2 separate regions of the Capra hircus genome follow, and region 1 is linked to region 2. A link is a contact called in public Hi-C data. All regions are on one chromosome and are shown on one strand. The core of a region is the stretch at or near the end of the contact, and the rest is flanking DNA. Distances in the headings are between cores, read along the strand shown. Region 1 has its middle 10 kb from the start of TEKT5. Region 2 has its middle 58 kb from the start of EMP2.

Region 1 (3,118 bases), core at 609-3,108, 170 kb before region 2:
TGGAGACCCTCAGACGGTCTCTCTGGGCAGCGTCCTCCTCTTCAGAGCTCTGCCCTTCAGACTCTGCACGCCCTTGCGTCCCACCTCTCGGCTCCCTTAACTGGAGACGTTCTCCCTGCACCAGGGCCTGGAAACTCCCTGTCCAGGCAGTGAGCTTCGACGGTAGGGGAACTCACCTCATTTGTTTCCCATCAGAGAGGACTGTCCTTCATGCCTGATGTCCCGTGTCTTGAAAATCATTGTACCATATATTCTGGGTGTTTTTTTGAGTAGTTTCAGATGGGAGGGTACAGTCAATCTCCATTATCCAATCTTAGCCAGAAGTTGATGCCCTATTAGGTTACCTATATGAATATATTACATATAATACGGAGTATACTATTTATGTATTGAGGGCTTCCTTGGTGGCTCATATAGTAGAGAATCCACCTGCCATGCAGGAGACCCGGGTTTGATCCCTGGATGGGGAAGATCCCCATGGAGAAGGGAATGGCTACCCACTCCAGTATTCTTGCCTGAAGAATGCATATATTATATAGATACTAAAATAAAATTACAATGATCCTTGAACAACATAGGGTTAACTGCACATGTCCAGTTATACCTGGATCGATTTTCAATACTAAATATTACAGTACTACACAATCTACAGTTGGTTAAACCCAAGGGTATGGAATGGTGGATAACTAGGGCTGACTATCAATTATACTTGGGTTTTCGGCTGTGTTGAGGGCTGGTGCCCCTAACTCCCCTACACTGCTCCAGGGTCAACCCTGTATGTGTACCAGTTTGGAAGGTTTAATTAAAAAAAAAAAAATCTCCCCATGTGTGTTCATTCCAGTCCTGTCCCTGCCCAAGATAATCATTCTGACTCATGTGTATCTTTCCAGAAATGTTTGTCATTATACAGTTATCTAAATATCTGCTTGTCTGTGCGTGCTCAGTTATGTCTGACTCTTTGCGTCCCCGTGGACTATAGCTGGCCAAGTTCCTCTGTCCATGGGATTCTCCAGGCAAGAACAGTGGCGTGGCTTGCCGGGCCCTCTTCCAGGGGATCTTCCCAACTCAGGTATCGAACCCATGTCTCCTGCGTCTCCTGCATTGCAGGCAGGTTCTTTACCCACTGAGCCACCTGGGAAGCCCATATATCTGCTTAGGTGGTACCCTATCGTATGCATTGTTCTATATCTTTCTTTCTTCACTTATATCTTAAAAATCTTTTCCTATCGGCAAATGCAAGCCTAACCTTTCTTTCTTTTTTTTTTTTTTTAATGCTACAGAGTTCTCCATAGAATAGGTGTTTTATATTTCATTCAGCCATCCTGTACTGAAGGCCATTTGGTTTTTTTCCCTGTTACAATTAATGTGACAGTGAGCGTGTATAGACACATGTTTTAGCGCACATGTATGTGTGTGTCTGAAGGGAGATTTCCAGAAAGATTGCCAGGTCTTTGGATACCAGCCAGGACCAGTGCACTAAGCACCGAAAAGACCCCTTTTGAAATTCAAAGTGAAAAAATAAAAATAAAAAAACTACATTGTAAAATATAAATCTCATTTTTGAATGATACAAACTGACAAGGATGCTGAATTGAAAGCAGCTTCTTCCTGGACTTCTTTTTCTCTCTTTCTTGTGTTTGCCGTTATGCGGGGCTTTCTAAGCACTGCTTGGAGCCACCGCCTGTGAGATTTTGGCTTCAGGGAAGGACAAGTGGCAGATTCTACCTACCTGCAGGGGGCACCCAAGGAAAGCTTGCTGATTTGCTGCGTTGATTTGCTCGCGGCTGAAAGCACTCCTCCAGCCGTCACCTAAGACAATCTCCAGGCCTTCTGTAGGCAGATGGGTTTCACGTTAAATTCACACAGGCGGCGCTGTCCCTTCACTGGCTGGGGAAGTCAGATAGTTCTCTGAATGCGGTAGCTGCAGAGAGAGACGGAAATAAAACAGAGTCAGTGGGATGCTGGCCGGGAGGGAGGTTCCTGATGCGGTGGAGGCTTGGGCACACCACTCAGGTAGTGAGTCAGGTCTCCCGTCCCCCATACTCCAGCCTCTCCTAGTCCACTTCCCCCAGATGATTCAGAAAGTGAATGAGTTTTCCATCAGGCAGAAAGAGATTGAAAAAAAAAAGTTTTAGTGGTGGATGTGGAATCTCTGGGCTGGCGCTAGTGGTAAAGAACCTGCCTGCAGTGCAGGTAGATGTAAGAGACTCGGGTTCGATCCCTGGGTCGGGAAGATCCCCTGGAGGAGGGCATGGCAAGCCACGCCAGTACTGTTGCCTGGAGAATCCCATGGACAGAGGAGTCTGGCAGGTTGCAGTCCATGGGGTTGCAAAGAGTTCGACACCGCTGAAGTGGCTTAGCACGCATGCAAGAGGGATTTCTAAGCAGTGGTTTATCTAATGTATTTGACACCCAGAGTAGACAGTGATTTTAACACCTTTCTCCTCTACACAACTGTATTCCCAATAATAATTATATTCCTGGTTAGCATCTTGGTTTTGCTTTAGTTGAAAGATATAAAGATTACATTTCAATTTTTTATATTTTTTGGCTGCGGGGCGTGTGGGATCTTAGTTTCCCAACCACGGAATGAACCTGAACGAACCCCGTGTGTGAAAGGCAAAGTCTTTAATCATTGGACCACCAGGGAGATACTCAGTCCAGTAAAAGACTTTGTGTATGAACTAAAACGTTCACGTTCCAAACAAAAATATCATACCTGGAGGGTCACACTCTGATTCACTGTTTTGAATTCTAGACACAAGAACTCCCAGTGGTCACATAGGAAAACAGATGGAAGCAGCCTCTGTTCTGGTTTCTTGGTTTTCCCATCATGGCTCACCTTGTGTGCGTTGAGTCGACTGTCTGGATGCAGGGGGCAAAACACCCCAAGGGTTTGGAGACACGAACTGAGCCCAGAGAGAGAAAGACAACAATTCCCAGGTGTTAGGAACTTACTGTCTAAAGCAACATGTGTGACCTACCCTGAGTGTGAGGGGGCTGACTGTGTTGCTGGAAGTTCCTTGAGTTAACTTCTATGGATAACACAATATTTATTAAAAACCAAGTAATAAAAAGTACTGATTTGCAACTTGTTGTTGTTGTTCAGTCGCTCAGT
Region 2 (2,840 bases), core at 134-2,633:
CAGGCTCTGCCGACCCTGGGACTCTCCAGGCAAGAACAGTGGAATGAGTTGCCGTTCCTTCTCCAATGCATGAAAGTGAAAAGTGAAAGTGAAGTCACTTAGTCATGTCCGACTCTTAGTGACCCCATGGACTGCAGCCTACCAGGCTCCTCCATCAATGGGATTTTCCAGGCAAGAGTACTGGAGTGGGTTGCCATTGCCTTCTCTGAAAGAAAGCTGAGCACCGAAGTATTGATGCTTTTGAACTGTGGTTTTGGAGAAGACTCTTGAGAGTCCCTTGGACTGCAAGGAGATCCAACCAGTCCATCCTAAAGGAAATCAGTCCTGAATATTCATTGGAAAGACTAATGCTGAATCTGAAATTCCAATACTTTGGGCACCTGATGCAAAGAAGTGACTCACTAGAAATGACCCTGATGCTGGGAAAGATTGAAGGCAGAAAGAGAAGGGTTCGACAGAGGATGAGATGTTTGCATGACAGCACCTCCTCGATGGACATGAGTCTGAGCAAGCTCCAGGAGTTGTTGATGGGCAGGGAAGCCTGGCATGCTGCAGTCCATGACGTCACGAAGAGCTGGACATGTATGAGCAACTGAGCTGACTGGAGCTGTCTCTGGAGCTTTGCTGGTGGCTCCACGTGCAACTCAGGAGCCACTGGAGATGTGGGTTTGATCCCTGGGGTAGGGAGATGCCCTGGAGGAGGGCATGACAGCCCCCTCCAGTATTCTTGCCTGGAGAATCCCATGGACAGGAGAGCCTGGTGGGCTACAGTTCATAGGGTTGCAAAGCGTCGAACATGACTGAAACAAGTTAGCTCGCACGCACAAACTGTCTCCAGACATTGCTAGATGTCCCCTGGGGAGGGAAGGCAAAATTGCCCCCAGCTGGGAGCCACCTCCGCTCTAGGGCTTTATATACCAGGAAATACAGTAATTGGCCTCCATGAGGAGGCCACCAGAGCCCACAACAGGTCACAGCATTGGAGGGAACAGGGCGAAGCCAGTGGCAGCCTGCCACACCGTGGGCCTGACCTGTCTGAGCGGTACAGGATGTTCCTGGTCCTGAAGCTGAAACTGCACATTAGCTCAACGTTTATCATCAACTAGAACAAACAGAGGCCAGAGGAACCAGGAAAGAAGGGCCTCTCCGTGTTTATAGAAGGACAGCAGTGTAATGCCAGAGGTGAATGGCACACGGGAGAGGAAAGCGACGTGTAACTGGACCTTGGCACAGGGCTCCCTCAAATATAGTAGCTTTTTTTTGGCCAGGAGGGGAAGTTCAGTTGCCAGGATGTGCCGCCCGTGTCGTGCAGAGAGGAAGGCCGCTGGAGCCGAGTTCAGCATCCGCGTTCCTGCCCTGACCCTGAGTTGGAGACGCGGGACGGGCTGTGACGAGACGGCCGCCACATCTCTGCCTTCTTAGCCGTGCTTCGGTTTGCATTTCCTTGAAGCCTGTTGGTGGTTCTCGGTTGCTGAGCCTGAGCCTGAACCTGGCCTCCAGCACGCCAGGCTCCCCTGTCCTTCACTATCTCCCGGAGTTTGCTCAGATTCACGTCCATGGAGCCAGTGATGCTGTCTCACCTGACGCCTGCTTTCCGTCTCTGTCATCCTCTGTCATCCTGGGATGGCTGGTCTTTTGTTCCCAAATAAAAGGTCTCTGAAAGGCCCCCAGATGTTCTCAGAATGAAGTGCGACATCCAGAAGTATCTCACTAGGACCAGTGAGACCTGTATGCCAATGCTTCCTGGTGATCTGGCCACCTGCATTCAAACCCGGTCCCCGCATTTCCTTGCTGTGTGACCTCAGGCAAGATGCTTGATGTCTCTGGGCCTCTGCTGTCTGTAAAATGGGAGCAGCCATGGCAGCAACAGCAGGGGGGCCTACACCCAGTGCTCGGTGAGGACTATTCGTCTCTTATCACGGTTCATCGGGCCAAGCCCACTTACCCAGTAAGCAGCAGACTTGAGGACTGAAATTAGATTTTCCGACTCCAGATCCTGTGTTCTCAAACCTGCCATGTGCTGGAACCACTTGGGCAGCTTCTGAAGCCTGGATTCCATGGAGGTCACCATCTCCTTGGTCTGGAGAGCAGCCAGGTGTGGAGGTTGTTGAGGATCTCCAGGGGATTTGAAGATGCCACCTTGTGACTCAGGTCCAGTGGAATGAGAGTCAAGCTTGGGCAGAATCTGACCTCCCAGGGCTGGCTTTTCTCACTGAGCATAATATCCTGCAGGTTCATCCATGCCGTAGCCTGTGACAAGATTCCCTTCTTCACGCCCGAATAATATTCCATCCTATGGAAGACACCGTGTCTCCTTTCTCCACTCATCTTTCAGCAGGCATTTAGGTGGTTTCCATCTCTTGATGATGCTTACATGAGGTATTTTTAAACTCGTCAGATTCATAGGAACAGCAAGTAGAAGGGTGGTTGCCAAGGACTTGGGGAGGGGACTGGAGGGGGATGTGGGGCTTTGCTGTTCAGCGGGTGCAGTTTCAGTCCTGCAAGATGGAAGAGTTCTAGAGAGGCTTTGCAACACGGTCCTTACAGGTACATTTGTTGCTGTTTAGTCTCTAAGTCTGGAGAAGGTGGTGGCACCCCACTCCAGTACTCTTGCCTGGAAAATCCCATGGATGGAGGAGTCTGGTAGGCTGCTGTCCATGGAGTCGCACAGAGTTGGACACGACTGAAGTGACTTAGCAGCAGCAGTCTCTAAGTCATGTCTGACTTTTTTGCAACCCCATGGACTGTAGCCTACCAGGCTCCTCTGTCCATGGGATTTCCCAGGCAAGAATACTCGAGTGGGTTGCCATGCCCTCCTCCAGGGGGTCTTCCCAACCCAG

Evidence for each region. Hi-C and Micro-C count contacts between places; a contact is called where the count stands out from the background.
Region 1: a Hi-C map of blood shows a contact between it and region 2, with 5 times the contacts expected there. The contact joins two enhancer-like sites. A contact is called at or near these places in 3 of 5 Hi-C or Micro-C datasets (blood and liver).

What each region holds. Positions count from the first base shown.
Region 1 is chr25:9,311,826-9,314,943 of ARS1.2, reverse strand. No RefSeq gene overlaps it. Among named protein-coding and RNA genes, the nearest start is that of TEKT5, 10 kb to the right of the region's middle. Within about 2 kb of position 1,858, at least 1 of the 5 cell types and tissues checked has an H3K27ac peak or open chromatin away from gene starts, as enhancers often do.
Region 2 is chr25:9,143,949-9,146,788 of ARS1.2, reverse strand. No RefSeq gene overlaps it. Among named protein-coding and RNA genes, the nearest start is that of EMP2, 58 kb to the left of the region's middle. Within about 2 kb of position 1,383, at least 1 of the 5 cell types and tissues checked has an H3K27ac peak or open chromatin away from gene starts, as enhancers often do.